Regions from separate parts of the Anas platyrhynchos genome. Here region 2 is linked to region 1. Evidence: chromatin contacts called from public Hi-C data. All regions are on one chromosome and are shown on one strand. The core of a region is the stretch at or near the end of the contact, and the rest is flanking DNA. Distances in the headings are between cores, read along the strand shown.

Region 1 (7,394 bases), core at 1,509-4,008:
GGAAAAAAAGCCACTACTGAAAATATAAAAAACCCACTGTCAGAATGAGAAATAGTTGGGTTCAAACAGTGTTCCAATTTATTGCTAAATATTCCCTAGAGATTACTGTGTACTGTACTTGATTATATTTAAAATTTTGATCATGTTACAAATACTTCTTCAAAACTGTTACCTATTCCAAGTGATCCTCACAGTTATCATAAAACATAATTGTCATAAAGCATTGGTGTAAAATTCCCATCTTTCCATTAATTCTGTTTCACTAACTGGTTTCGTAACAAAACCATATTAATTCTAAATTAAACGTGAAATTTTCATGTGTGCATGTTTTGGAAAACCACTTTTACTGTAAAAGATAAATGGGCTGAAAAGAACTCTGAATAATTTGATTACGTACATGGCCAAGGTTAAAGATTTAGACATAGGTTTTTTGCTTGTGTAAAAAGTGTCAGAACACCTTTAGGAAAAAGAGTAGTAGTCATTTACAGGTACCAGTTGTACTGCCTTATGTTATGGTTCTGAATACATAGAACTGGTAGGTAAATACCATATAGATTCCTAGAAAATGGTACTTCAACAAGGAAATATCTAGTCCTTTCTGAGAGAGGAACAAAACATAAGAAATGTTTGTTAGCTGCTCCTGGCAACTTGAAAAAATAACTTACTGTCTCTTCTTGAGAAAATAACCTTGAACTTTTAATTATGCCCACTGTTTGCATAACTGTGCTTTGCCAGTTCCCGATTTTAACAGGAGCTGAATGAGGCTACTGTTCAGTGGTTCAGGAATTGTGTCCTTGACTTACAAAAATAAACTTATTGTTAGAACATTTTAAAGATAGTAACGTATCACACAGTGGTTATGTAGATCAAATGGCTGCTTCTTTCACTACTAGTAAGCAGTAGATAACTTGCACTAAAGCAAATGTCCCACATGGCCAGCAATTAAACCTAGAAACTGTGTTTTCTAGATTTTATTTTTTTCAAAGTTCAGAGTACTTTTTGAACTATCCCTTCAGTCAAATAAAACGGTAATTCAAATGGAGTGAACGCTGATTGGAAAAAAAAGATGTGCTCAGCATCAATGCCTTAAGTTAATAATTCGTTCCATTTGAAAACAATTGCATCGCATTTGCAGAGTGGTGTTTTTAATATTGTAAATCCAGAGCTTTTTCTTTTAATAGTTGTTGAGCTCACTAGTATGAGACAATTTCAACCAAAATCTTGAATCATTCGGAAGCTCTTGTGAATATGGAAACAACCCCCAGACTGCCTTTAATTCTTTGTGACTTCAGAAAACCATACTTCTGAAAAAAAAACACACGTATCATCCTAGGAAAAACATACAGTAATATTTAAAATGTGCTTCTAAAGGAAAATCCAGTTGTTAACCTTTCTGCTGCTGTCTCTGTCTATTTTGTTTGAAGAACTGAGTAATGAATTGAAGCATCCAGCTACTTACTTTCCTTAATGCAAACCAGAAATAAACAAATGTCTTTCTGTAGTGTCTATAAATGACAGATGAAAGACAAACAAAAACCCTCAGAACGAAATTCTAAACTTTGAAGGTTTCCAAATGCAGTCAGATAAGCCTCAAAGGTTGAAATTTTAAGTGCTCTCATTTCTGTTGTTCACTTTATGAATATAAGAAGTTTGAAATTTAAAATCAACAAAGCAAAGGTTAAGGTTCAGATTTTTAAAATAAAGACCCAATAAACTTGATAGGAAGGGCAGATCGTAATGAAGGGAGGATAACAGTTGATAGTCTGGTGAGTTGTTTCACTTCAGAACTTACTTGAGCTCTCACATGTGCAAGTATTTTAAAAAAAAAAAAAAAAAAAAAGTAAAGCTGTATTTTCATTTTGCCTGGATGTTAAGAGCCAAGGAAAAAAAAATCTGCTAAAAAGTATATAATAAAAGTTTTACAACTGCATGTTGTTCTAAAAAGAGAGTTTATTCAATAAAATGATTTTTTTAAAAGATTTTTTTTTTAAATACAGTATTTTTAAACAAATTATAATGTGTTTACCTTCTTTTCTGGAACAGTTTTTGTTCCACATTTCCAAAGCTTCCAGTAAGTTCATCTGTGATTTCAGTTGAACACAGAAAAATGTCCATGTGCAGGGAGAAGAATTTACCACAGGACATTCTTACTGGCAACTTAAAAATAAAATAAAATAAAACAACAAAAAACGCTCATCAGGAAATCAAAACTACAGGAAACATGCAGCTAAAACATTAGTAAGAATTTGATATATTTTTTTTATGTACAGAAATTGGGCATTGCAGAATTGTACAAATGTTCTGTATATGTAAATTAAGTCATTATAGGAAAAAAACTTTTGCTTTACTTGTTGGCTATAGAATGGGTATTAATCTTTTTACAAATCTAGATCGGCTATTCAGCTGTGAAAATAGCTGTTGATAAATCTTTTAAGATTGGCTTGTATTTGAGAAACCAGAGCTACCTTTACTTATTGGTAAGCTGCTTGTGACCTGTTGATAAGGTTGTCAGTCTGCAGCTGAGCACAGTGCTCATGTGTCCCATATTTGGGTTTGCAAAGAATCTGGAGCCAAAATTCCCTATAGAGCCTGCGCCTGGTTTTAACCTTGCATGGATCTCATGTCAGCAGAAGAGAAAATAACACGTCTATTTTTAAGTTAGCTGGAATTCTGAAGACAAATCACCTGGTATTGCTGAGCAGCTTTGGTTGAGTGTGCCATAAGCATGCTAAAGAAACAGTTTACTACCCTTTGCTGCCGCCTCCTGACAGATTTATGATACTGCCTCTTGGAAGGACTTAATGTGCTAAATTCCTTCAGAGTTTGTCTTGGAATGCACTTCACATCAGTCGGGTTTTGGAATTAAAGAGCAGTTGTACATGTATGGTCAACTTGTATGTGATTTTTAAGTAGGAATGCTCTTGTATAAAAACCTGTATATTCAAAGACTTAAAAACATTAGCTACAGACATGGTTAATCTAGAAAATTATTTGACTAATTTATTCCTAGACTGTATGCTGAAGGTGGGTCTGTGATTAAATACCAAACTGAAAATATTCACAGGAATTAATGCGACAGGGTCTGTATTTTTCTCAGTAAAGTGATTTACAGTTCATTAAAATCTGTAGCAGAATGAAATGTTTTCTATTTGATTACCTCAGTGTTAGTTATCTCTGATGCCATGGCCTGCTGGAGAAGTTTTGAACTTCCTTTCAGGTTAGTCACTTGACCCTTGCCAGTGTCACAAGGGCACATTCAGTAACCATGTTTTCACATAAGTGTTCTTTCTAGGGTTGTGGTACTGTTTACCATGCTGGAATAGCAAGAATTTTTTTTAGTTTCAAGGCTCGAAGGAAAGCTGTATTGAAGGCTTTGTCTCTTCAGGTATATGCCTTTTTAGCCTCTACAACCTGTGTCTTTGTCAAAGATTTAACTTCTTTAATCTTTTATCTGTTAAAAGATAGGGCAGATACTGACCCTTGAAGTAAATCTCCAGCATTGCCCCAAAGTTTTTAGTTTAGTTCTCCTCTGTTGGGTTTTTGACTCAAGTCAAAAATGAGTTCATGAGTCAAAAGAATGCTTCCAAGACTTAAAAACTGGGAAAAATAAAACATGCAAATAATAATATATATTAAAAAACCCACAACTTATTAAGATTACATCAGTTAAGAATAGATACAAATTTTTATAGCTTTTGCTGATTAAAAAGAGGACAGCCTATGTTAGCTAATTTCCAACAGGGTAAATTAGTACTGCCTGCTGAATCAGATCATTCCACTGGAATTCAGGCAGTGTAGGCTGCCTTTTGTGAAGTACATTGCCATTTTTTATGAAATAAGCAAAGTAGTTGTATGGATATAGTCCATACATTTACAAAATACAACTCTGATTGACTGCAGAGCAGGTGACTGGTTATAATGGACCAATTATTGCATTAGGAAGACTTACAGTAACTATCTTCCAACAGAAGGACCATTGCTTGTCAGTTGCCAAGAGTGTGTTTTCTTCTGTGTGGTGTCAACATGGATTCTTCAATGCTTCTTTTATTCACTGTTAACTAGGAGCTGCTTTGTTCAGAAGTTGTGTATTTTTAGAGAAAAATTCTTTGCTTTTGTCTGTGAATAGAAGGAGCTTCTAGAGTGTGTGTAGTACTGCTGGCCCGAGCACTCTTATGTTTGTGCTTAGGGCATGTGAGTGAGAATGCTCTCTGTCTGCTTCATATCTCTGCAAACTGTACAGTTATTGTAGGAGAAGTAACAGTTCTAGCATTTTTTAAATGTTTCAAGGATGCATAATGCATTTCTCAAAGAAACAAAACACAAACAAAACCCCACTCTTACAGTATACATTCTAATTTGTTAATAAGTCATGTGAAAATTCAAAAGTAGTAATATATTATTACAAAATTTATTTTGGATATCTGAATAAAGGTGCTTTCATTAAAAACTATTTTTGAAAATGTATTTGTAATTAGATGAAATGTATCTTGAAAATATCTCTATAGGACGTAAACTGTGGACAAAATTGTGATAATTACCTCTTTTCCAGCAACATTTAAAAAAGAGAAAGAACGTTTCCTCCAGATTACTGTGGATGAATATAAGATCTGATCTGTGAAGAATTTTTTCCAAAAATGTTATTTTGACTTCTGTCAGATCTTGACAAGAATTAAGTTTCTTGTTTTGTTGTGTTTTGTTTGTGTATAACCTCTAAGAAATCACAAAAGAGTTGGACTGTATTGTGCTTTAAAATATTTTTTCCACCCCCAGACTTGAGGAAGGACCCCATCAGTTCAGAAGTTAACTACAAACCTCACGTTAATTTCCCAACAGAATTACATTTGCAGGTGCCCAGTCCTCCAGTGAAGAGGTAACTAATACTAATATTAATTTACTATATAGTATTATTTAAGAAAAAAAAATCTGTAATGCGATAGTAATCAATATTAAGTATTGTTAAAGTATAGTTAAAAAAGATAAGGTATTAAATCTTTTTTGACAGATAATGCCTCTTGCATTTTACATAATTTATAGGGATAAAAGTTTTGTTCTTGGAAAAAAATAAATTAATTTTGTTATTTAGTGGATGGAAGCAAATAATTTATGTAGGCATCTTACTGGAGCAATGGGTTTTAATATTTTTGTTTTGAATTTGTATTATATAAACAAGTATTGGTTAACCAATTTTGTGGTTAATGCAATAACCCAATAAAGTTTTCAGAAGTTTGGCAGGAAGGGGGTATTGTCTGTTTAGAAGCTGCTGCAGTATACCTGTTGTTTCTGATTTGAACTGTAAGTGCTCAGAACCTCTTGAAAATCAAGAATTAAAATGCAAGTTTAGTTCCCCAAAGTAATACCTAGCATTTGAAAAATGGAATTATCAGCTCAAATCGTAAGGATGCTTAGAAGAAAACCAAATTCATATTTGATACAGTCCCGAATCTTGAAATAATTTCTTTATTATGACTATTTAATATCCCACAAAGTTTTCTGGGGACAGTGTACCTTTCAAATGAAAGAAGCTCAGAGTGATTTAATGCAGCTTTTAATTAAATGGCTTATGTCAGGTCAAGAAGGCAGTGTTACCAGAGCTGTCACTGTAAAAGTTGCTTGCGTCATTTGTCATTGTTATTCCAGCTTTAATGGATACTTATGTCCTCTGTGTTTTTGTATTTTAGAGCTGAAATGCCTGAGAGTAATAGGAAACTTCTCCCATCATCAACTCTACAGCCAGTTCTTAAAGAGGTGGTGAAGTCAGAAAGTAGGAACAAGGCAAACGAACCAACTTCTTCAGAGTGGCTTAATCCAGACAGGTTTGAGAAGATGAATGTATCAGTATATTGTGCTGATGGCGTACCCCACCCTTATACAGAAAACATCTGTGGAAGGAAGCCAATCAACAATGATTTTCACTCCTCCTCCCATCCACAGCCTCTTCATGCAAGGACGTTTGTTCCCAAGATGGGGTTTTTGGCTTCTGTGCCGCAGAACCCACTGGAAAGGCCCGTTGTGCTGCCCCCTCCCTGCGAGCGTGCCGGGCACCCAGTCCGCAGGGCAGATGCTCTTTGGGTGCCAGAAGCGGTTTACCAAAATCTTCCTCCCCCTTTACCTCCAAAGAAATATGCTCTGAATGTTTTGCCAGGATCAGAAAGTAATTCAGCAGCTGATGTAAAAGCGACAGAAGCATTGCAAAGTAACCCATTAAGGCAGGCAGGTACACCTTTGAAGTCTGCATCAGAAGCAAATGTATTTACAAACGAACAAAGGCTCAAAGAGCCATTTCAAGGGAATGAGTTGTTTGTTCATAAACCGGATTCTCCACCTAGCTTATCAGTTAATGACTTTTGGACAGTGTCTGAGAACTTCTTAAAGAAAGGATCTCGTCATATGGGACCAAGTGCTGGCTATGTGGATGGCAATGACAGTGTATCCCTAACAACTTATTTTTCAGTAGACAGTTGTATGACTGACACATACAGGATGAAGTATCATCAGAGACCCAAGCTGTATTTTACCGATAGTGGAAGCTTTCACAAAGAAAAGCATCCACCACCAGCTGGAGTAGAACTGAATGCTCCCTACCATGCTACTCATGAGCCCAGGCATCCCACATCCGAGCAAAGGTACAAGGCAAATGTGGAAGGTATACATTGCAGTAGATAGCTATAAAAATAAAAATCTGGATCTGACTGTTGCATTTCACATAGTCTGTAGATGGGCACAAGCCTTGAATCTCTGTAAGTCGGTACCCAGTTGGCTGTACTTTGCCTAGGAGTTATGACTCTGTACATGAATATGCAAATAGGTGAGCAGAGGAGAAGAGGTGCTAAACTTCTGGTTCTTTGATTTATTACTGTAGTTGCCTTAATGCTTACCTCTGTTACTTGTCTCATCTTCTACACTTTAGGTTGAAAATGGTCCCTTTAGGTATATGCATTTTACATGAGTGGGATCAACTAGATGTTACTGATTTATTCTTTTCTAAGATTTAAATAGTTGCAGTTTAAAAAGCGTTCCTTCGGACTGTGGTCACTAAATACTTAAACAAAAATGGTAAATGTATTACCGTATATAATGCAGTAAATACAACGGAGCAGTATTTTTCATGACAGGTAGCAGGACATTGTTTCTTCATCTGACTTCTCTGAGAGTCTGTACTTTCACAAACCTTCAAGTGTCTTTAAAACAAGGTCGTCCAGAGATCTTCTAACTCTTTTAAAAGCCTTAATAATAATTCTTTACAAACTGTTTTGTTTTGCAAATGCTAGGAAAGATTTTTGAAGGGAATTCAAGTAAATGGCAGTAATGTTATCCTATTAATATACCTGCTCTGTTTGTACACACTTTTGAACTTGCACATTTATGAGATTTGTTCACCCTATAAGCTATATACT
Region 2 (6,716 bases), core at 3,664-6,163, 140 kb before region 1:
CATGAAAGTCAACTCTTCAGTACAATCTCAGAACAAAATATACCGACCGTGTATAGTTCTGACGTATGGTTTTTCTTTATAACTACCATATGTTAGTCAGTTACCATACTTTAAAAAAGTTCATAAAACTAGAGATGGAGGTAGTAGTTAAAGTACAATTTTAATAGTGTCAGCTGTGGTTTTATACATATACTTTATGATAATGCAGTATAATTTGTATCATATTTCTTTCCATATCACAGGAAAGCAAGAACAGTGGGATGAAAGGCAAATAATCTCCCACATTTACTTTGTGTTTATTATATAAGATTTTTATATATATAGTTTTAATGACAAACACATAAGATTACAGACAAACACACACTGCCAAAAAGAAGTCATTAAACATTGTTTTGAAGTCAGACAGAGAATCAGTGAAATCTGCGAGAGTGATATGGAAAAAAATATCCAGGATCCAAAACCAAAAAGACTCTTCTGCTCTTCTTGAAAGAAATGTTCATACTGTCCAACAAATGATCAGAAATCTTTATTTAGTCTGAGACAAGAATTTTGAAAGGGTGAATACTTGAGAAGTGAAAGGTGTTGCAGTCTGGTCACAGTGAGACAATCAAGTATAAAGAGCTTGAGTAATACTTGCATAAACCTGGCCTTACAAAAACGGTGCAGTTTTCCTTGATACTATCACTAGCCAGTTTAACAGGATTGTAAAAAGTTCTGAACTTCACCTTCTTGGCAACAGGATATACACAACTCCTGCTGGGGACTATGTATCGACCTCCCTCCTATTTTTTTTTTTTTTTTATAAACATTCATCCTTCCCCATTAAATAGTTCCTACCATTATAATATGTTAAGTATTATAATATTAAATGAATGAATAAATAAAATATTTTCAGACTTTGCCTGGTCAATTAGTTTTCCCAAACTTAGACATACTGTAATAGAAAAATGATTTAACATTTTCTCTGTCTGATTTCTTTAACCTAGTTTTTTTCACCGCTTGTTTTGGACTCTCAGAATAATTATTATGGCAAATACTTTTCTAAAACATATAAACACAAAAGGACTCCAAGATTAGTAATGTGTTTATAAATATTTTGGAAGTTAGTGGCTTTTCAAGCAAATCTTTGTGCTTAACTAAATTCAGGCTTACACACACAAACAAAATACAGATGTTTTCTGTAACTATGCATTTTGTGCTGCTGATCTAACCTTCAGCTATTTAGAGGAGGCCTGATGATCAAAACTTTGTACAATCATGACTTACAGACTGATGGTGTTTGTACACAGCATAATGCCATTGCTCAATTTTATTTGTCTTTTACAACAGTATTTCAGAAGGAAAATACTGCTTTTTCAGAGTTCTAAAGAACAGTTTGAGCTTCCCACCTTCCTCATTGCATCCTTTAAGCACTTTTTTCCTTTTATTTTTCAGAATACATTACCGACATTAGAATATTATGCACTGAAAACAGAAGCATGTTTATTTAGAGACATATACAAGATGAACATTAAAGTTGAAAAATTTTGAAAAATTTCTAATGGTATTCAATCAAATCTTGAAGTTAGTATCAAATAAGTATTTGCAAAATAAACAGAAAGCCAATTTGAATGAATAAATATGCATCCTGTGAAGCTTGTACTCACAATTTTAGATGATCAGTCAATGAGGATGAAAATTTCAGGTCTGAAGTCATCTCTTTTGTTTTCAGCCCTTTCAACTTTCTTTCCAACATACCCATCCAATGTAGGATAAGAAGCTTGACTGATGAAAGTTTATATACTTCACTGTAAACAAACAAAAAGATAGCTCAGTTAAGACTTGCCTTTCTCTAGCTCAGAATTTAACCTTTGAGCTTCTAGGCATTTATTTATTTTGATTAGGCATCTATATGATATTAATGCACCCATATTACATTTACAAATGGTAACACTATGTAATAGATTTATGCTGTTATTAAAGAGTTAGTGTCCATGAAACGGAAATTTGCATTTATTTAGTAGTCACCAGTTCTAGTCTTCCTCTGTACAACAGATAAGAAAACTAATGAGTCTAGAAAACAGTATCTTACAATTACTTCATGAAACCTGTGGTGGGAATGACACTGAAAAAGTTAATTGAGAATATATTAAGACAACCGACTGACCAGATGTACAACATTTTAAAAAATATCTACTCAATATCATAAAATTGCTATGTTTATTAATAAAAAAGAAAGTATAAAGTCCACTGCCATGGGAACACATAGTAGACAGTGGTCTGAATTAACCTCTACAGCCTTAACCAGCTACTTGTTCAGGAGACAGTGTAGAGATTTGTTTATGCCCAGAAGGAGACTGTTCAGGAACTGGGAAGAGGCAGCCTGGGATTCCTGTTTGAGACAGCTGCGAAGTGGATCAAATTAGGAATGTGTCTTTGCTGCAGGGTAAGCCAGCAGTGCTGATGACATTTAGGAAGGAAGAGAGGACTGCCATGGGAATATTTCTTGTGTGCTTTCTCCTTGAGGCAAGAAAAGGTATAGAGGCACTTCCTAGGAAAGAGGAAGGAGAAAATTTCAGCTCAAAGCAGAATTAATTTCTTTGCACAGGTAGGGAAGGATGAGGAGCTGGTTTCTGTTGTGGTACTCTGGGAATGAATGAGACATTGCAAAAGACTTTTTTAGAACCACACAGTAAAATTATCACCAAGTTCATTAGGTTTATCATGATTAATCCCTTACAATTACTCCAGTTACCTGCATTTTTTTTTTTTATAGCTCATGGGTGGCTCCTAGATGTTCTGGTCATAAAAAGTAATAGTGTACTGCTCTGGCACATTTGCACTAAAGTGAGCACTCAAATTATGTGGATACTTTTTTGTTGTTGTTGTGGCCGGTAACTCGGCCACTTAGGGGCAGTGTTGCTCTGTTGAAACGTGCAGAGACCTGTTAAAATTTACCTCCTCTCCAGTTTACTGATCTCTTTCTAATTTATTTCCTTTAAGTGCAGTCCCTATATTCACAACATAACAAATGCCTGCAATGCCAATAGTGTCATCCAATTGTTCTGTTCCTGCCCAATATTCAAAACCAAGATAGACAGTATGTAAGACAGATTTCACCAATAAATCTAAGAAGGTACCTGTGTGCACAATAGTTTGTCCAGAGCAGCGGTTCCCCAATATACTCAAACTGCTTCTGGTACTTTTAACAATATGCCAGGACTAGCATGTCAACATATTCAAAATAATTTTAAAGATACATTTCAATATTGATAGCGGTACTTCTGAAGAGCAAGTGTCAAAACAGAGCGTGTTGTTTCTCCTGCTGTTCCTGGTTCAATACATTGGATGGATAAGAAATTTCCCTAGTGCAGACTATTTGGAAATTGATGCCTATGCTTCTGTCTTGCCACCAACTAATCTGCCTTGTGTCATGCAGAAGGCAACACAAGACTGCTTACTGTCTTTTCTTATGTTACTGAAATGCAGACAGCAATTCCATTTTTTTTTCACCCCTAGTTCAAATAGACTGGCTCTACATAATTTTATTCACCTGAAGTCAACAGGTTATATCACAGCTAGCTAGACAATATAAAAACAGAAATATAAAACCAAGGCAAGTTAAGACCAGAATCAGTTCAGTTCTGACTCCATTTAGAATTCATTTTAGGAGCCATGTCATACTGCAGCAGAAATGGACGAGCGTCCTTAATTTAGCACTACTACCTCATCTACTCCTCACTCAAGCAAAACCATATTGGCCCTAACTGCTGTGCTAATATTTCCAACAGCTGCTAAAACCAGTGTTACCTGGGCTGCCTCCGAAAGCTTGGCCAGACCTGAGAGTCTCCCTTGCTTCACTGACATATTATTCCCTGGAAGCCAAATGGTCCTCTTAAAACAGTGGCAGAAATGACATTGAGAAAGTTAATTGAGAACAGTTTTACCCAATTCTGTTCAGTCCTTTTTCCTATCTATTCATACAAAATTAGATACTAAGGGTAACACAGAGTTACATGTTTGCTGAATGATTCTACATCAGGAAAAAAATAGGCTTCAGAATAAGGCTCCCTAGCAAACCATGCTGAAAGCCAGGATTTTAGACACTGCTTCTTTCTTCTGCTGTTGACTGTGACAGCTAGTTTTAGGCCACCAGACTAGTCTGCTTTTTTTTTTTTCCTTTTTCTTTTTTTTTTTTTTCTCCTGCAGTGTTCAATCAGCTCGAGTGCACTTTGTGCTCCGGATAACAACAACAACAAAAACATAGCTGGAAGTACCGAATCTGTAATATCAAATTTTACCTAGTTTCTCATGCGGGACACGATGATAACTTGCAGGGTTTTCCCAGTGCTGTCACCTGTTTGCACATTAAGTTGTCTTTTGGCACCAGACCGTGCTTGGAACCATTCCTTCTCTCTTGCATCATCAGTTGTAATAAGGAGCCTTCTTAACCATTTTTAATGGCTAAAACAATATTTTCAAGAACTTGTGATAAATTAGAATAATATTAAAAACAAATACTGGGTCTTCAGTTCTGATTTCTCTTCCCTCTCCCCACAAAAGACATCCAAGTCAGAGTATCTTTTTTTTGTTTGTTTGTTTGTTTTGTTTTCCAGTTTTACACAGAAGAATCAGGTCCTTTTTCTTCCTCACTAACAAGTTTTCTCCTATATTATATAAAAAAGTAATGATCTCCTCAGCACAGCCTTATATAGCTCTTGAGTAGAATCTCTCTCTAAAAATAGAAATCTCTTTGACATTGAAGTGCCAGGCAACATGGAAACTGTTGCATTTCAAACTGAAGTTTTGGAAAGTGCGCTCTGCAGTTCTTCTGCAAGTGTCCCACAAATGTGCAAAATGCATGACCTGTCATGAACTGAGTAAATGAGATTTTGTTTGTAGTCAGTGCTGTTGCAGCAATAGCTTCTTAGAAACAAGCAATAAAAAAAGAATGCAGCACTGGCAAAAGGTGCTGGATTTACAGCTCTGCAAAGTAACACCCTTTCTTTCCCCCTCCCCCTGCCTTCGTACACAACTGCCAGCCTTTCCCAGACTGCCTGACTGGGCAAGATTACCCTCAGTTAAGCCCAACACTTGCACTGAGGACAGAAGGGCAGACGAAAACAAGCAAACAGAAATCTCACATGTCAGTGTAGCAGTTTTTCCAGTTCTCAGGCAGACATTCCTCTTGGGAATACACAGAAAAGAAAATGCAAAGGGAACACAAATCCTCTTGGTCCAGCTTTTGAAGATGCCGACAACTTTCTCTTAACTAAAGTCAGGTCAGAGAAAGAAAAAGCCATCAACTCTGTCAGCATGCCTGAACTGGAGACTGTAAGGATAGGCCTGATTCTGCAGCACTCTAAGTGCAGGAGCACTAAACAGAGCTCAGCACCTCTGTCAAACTTGCTCAGGCATGACTGTGCTAGGATCTTTCAGTCTTTAGTTCCACTGCAAGTCTCATGCTCTACTTACAAGACACCTCATTTTTTGCTCAGGTTGGCCCCACACTGGAATTCTGGTAGATAGCCTTACACTGTATTTTATTCGAGAGCTGAAAGGCAGCTGATGAATACTGATCTCCATGTCAATTTTATGAAACATGCACAAGCTGACAAATGGGGTCAAGGAGTGCCTATGCAAGAAAGTATCAAGGGTGTGCCTAAGTAAATCTTTGCAATAGACATACTTACTCCTACTTTCTTATAATTGTTTGGGGTTAAAGCCATATTAGAATAAGCCACTGAAAAAGAAGGATGAATTTTATTTGAGGGGTTGCATCAATTCAACTATGACTGTTTTAAAGCTTAATCAAATTAAAGTAAGAGAAACTTTTTTTAAAAAAAAGAAACTCAGATAAGGAAATCTCTATGCCAGATTATGGACTTTAATTGTTTAATTGAAAGCGCAGGGCTAAATAACTAGTGGCAAAGTCCACAGAGGGAATAATCCCATCTTCTGGAAACAACACTTGAGAATCTCCACCCACTATTTTCCCCCTCATTATGGTCTCGAGCACAAGCACAGGCTTCATCTGTTGTAAAAACAAACCCAGAAGAAGACCACTGACCTCCTCTGGTAGGTATGCATCAGCATGGTGTACAGCAACCCCCTGAGCCACCACTAATGCTTTCCTGGCCAGCTTTATTTGAGCCATCAAGGAGAGGTGAGGCTGTTGAACATCTGAATTCCTCAACAAGTCACCAAAAAGGGGTTGTCCACGACAGCAGGCAGAAGACACTGGGAAGCATCTATGTGAAAGTATTTTTTGTGAATGTACTGACATTCACAAAACATTAACCTGGTTTTGCAAAGCTTCCCTTCCTAAATAATACCATGGCTAGGCCTGTTGCTGCTCTCAGTTTTGAAAGGTTGTTTCAAAACATCACCCATTAAGTGTGAGGGACACTAAGTTACTTATAAGACTGGTAACTAAGTTTGCATGATTTTGTTTCTTTGTTTGTTTTGTTTTAATTAGTGAGTTCTGGGAAATGCATCTGAGACTACTCCAAGGCAAATACCACTTCATTTCCATGAACTGTCTAAAATACGAAGAACCAAAGAAACAGAAAAATGTCAATGAAATTTGAGTAAACCGGTGAAATAAGAAATTGTGAAATTTGTTCAGTAATAAACTTTTCAGGAAGTAGAGAAGCTCAAGTCTAGTCAAGGTATTTTGAAAAGTGAAAGAAATATTAATAGTTCAAGAGAGTAAAATGGTGGAGTTTAATGTGAAA

The links. Hi-C and Micro-C count contacts between places; a contact is called where the count stands out from the background.
Region 2: a contact with region 1 is called in a Hi-C map of subcutaneous adipose tissue, with 2.0 times the contacts expected there. The contact joins two enhancer-like sites. A contact is called at or near these places in 2 of 8 Hi-C or Micro-C datasets (skeletal muscle and subcutaneous adipose tissue).

The regions. Positions count from the first base shown.
Region 1 is chr4:47,514,710-47,522,103 of IASCAAS_PekinDuck_T2T, reverse strand. It overlaps USP53 (ubiquitin specific peptidase 53), which reads left to right. Exons shown (of 16, transcript XM_038178857.2): 15 at 4,771-4,870; 16 at 5,679-7,394. The coding sequence ends at 6,663. Among named protein-coding and RNA genes, the nearest start is that of FABP2, 13 kb to the right of the region's middle. Within about 2 kb of position 2,758, at least 2 of the 8 cell types and tissues checked have an H3K27ac peak or open chromatin away from gene starts, as enhancers often do. A contact at or near this core is called in subcutaneous adipose tissue, where this site is marked.
Region 2 is chr4:47,659,343-47,666,058 of IASCAAS_PekinDuck_T2T, reverse strand. All of the region lies in intron 1 of SYNPO2 (synaptopodin 2), which reads left to right. LOC101792755 (protein transport protein Sec24D) reads right to left here. Exons shown (of 20, transcript XM_072037507.1): 6 at 1,647-1,787. Among named protein-coding and RNA genes, the nearest start is that of SYNPO2, 44 kb to the left of the region's middle. Within about 2 kb of position 4,913, at least 1 of the 8 cell types and tissues checked has an H3K27ac peak or open chromatin away from gene starts, as enhancers often do. A contact at or near this core is called in subcutaneous adipose tissue, where this site is marked.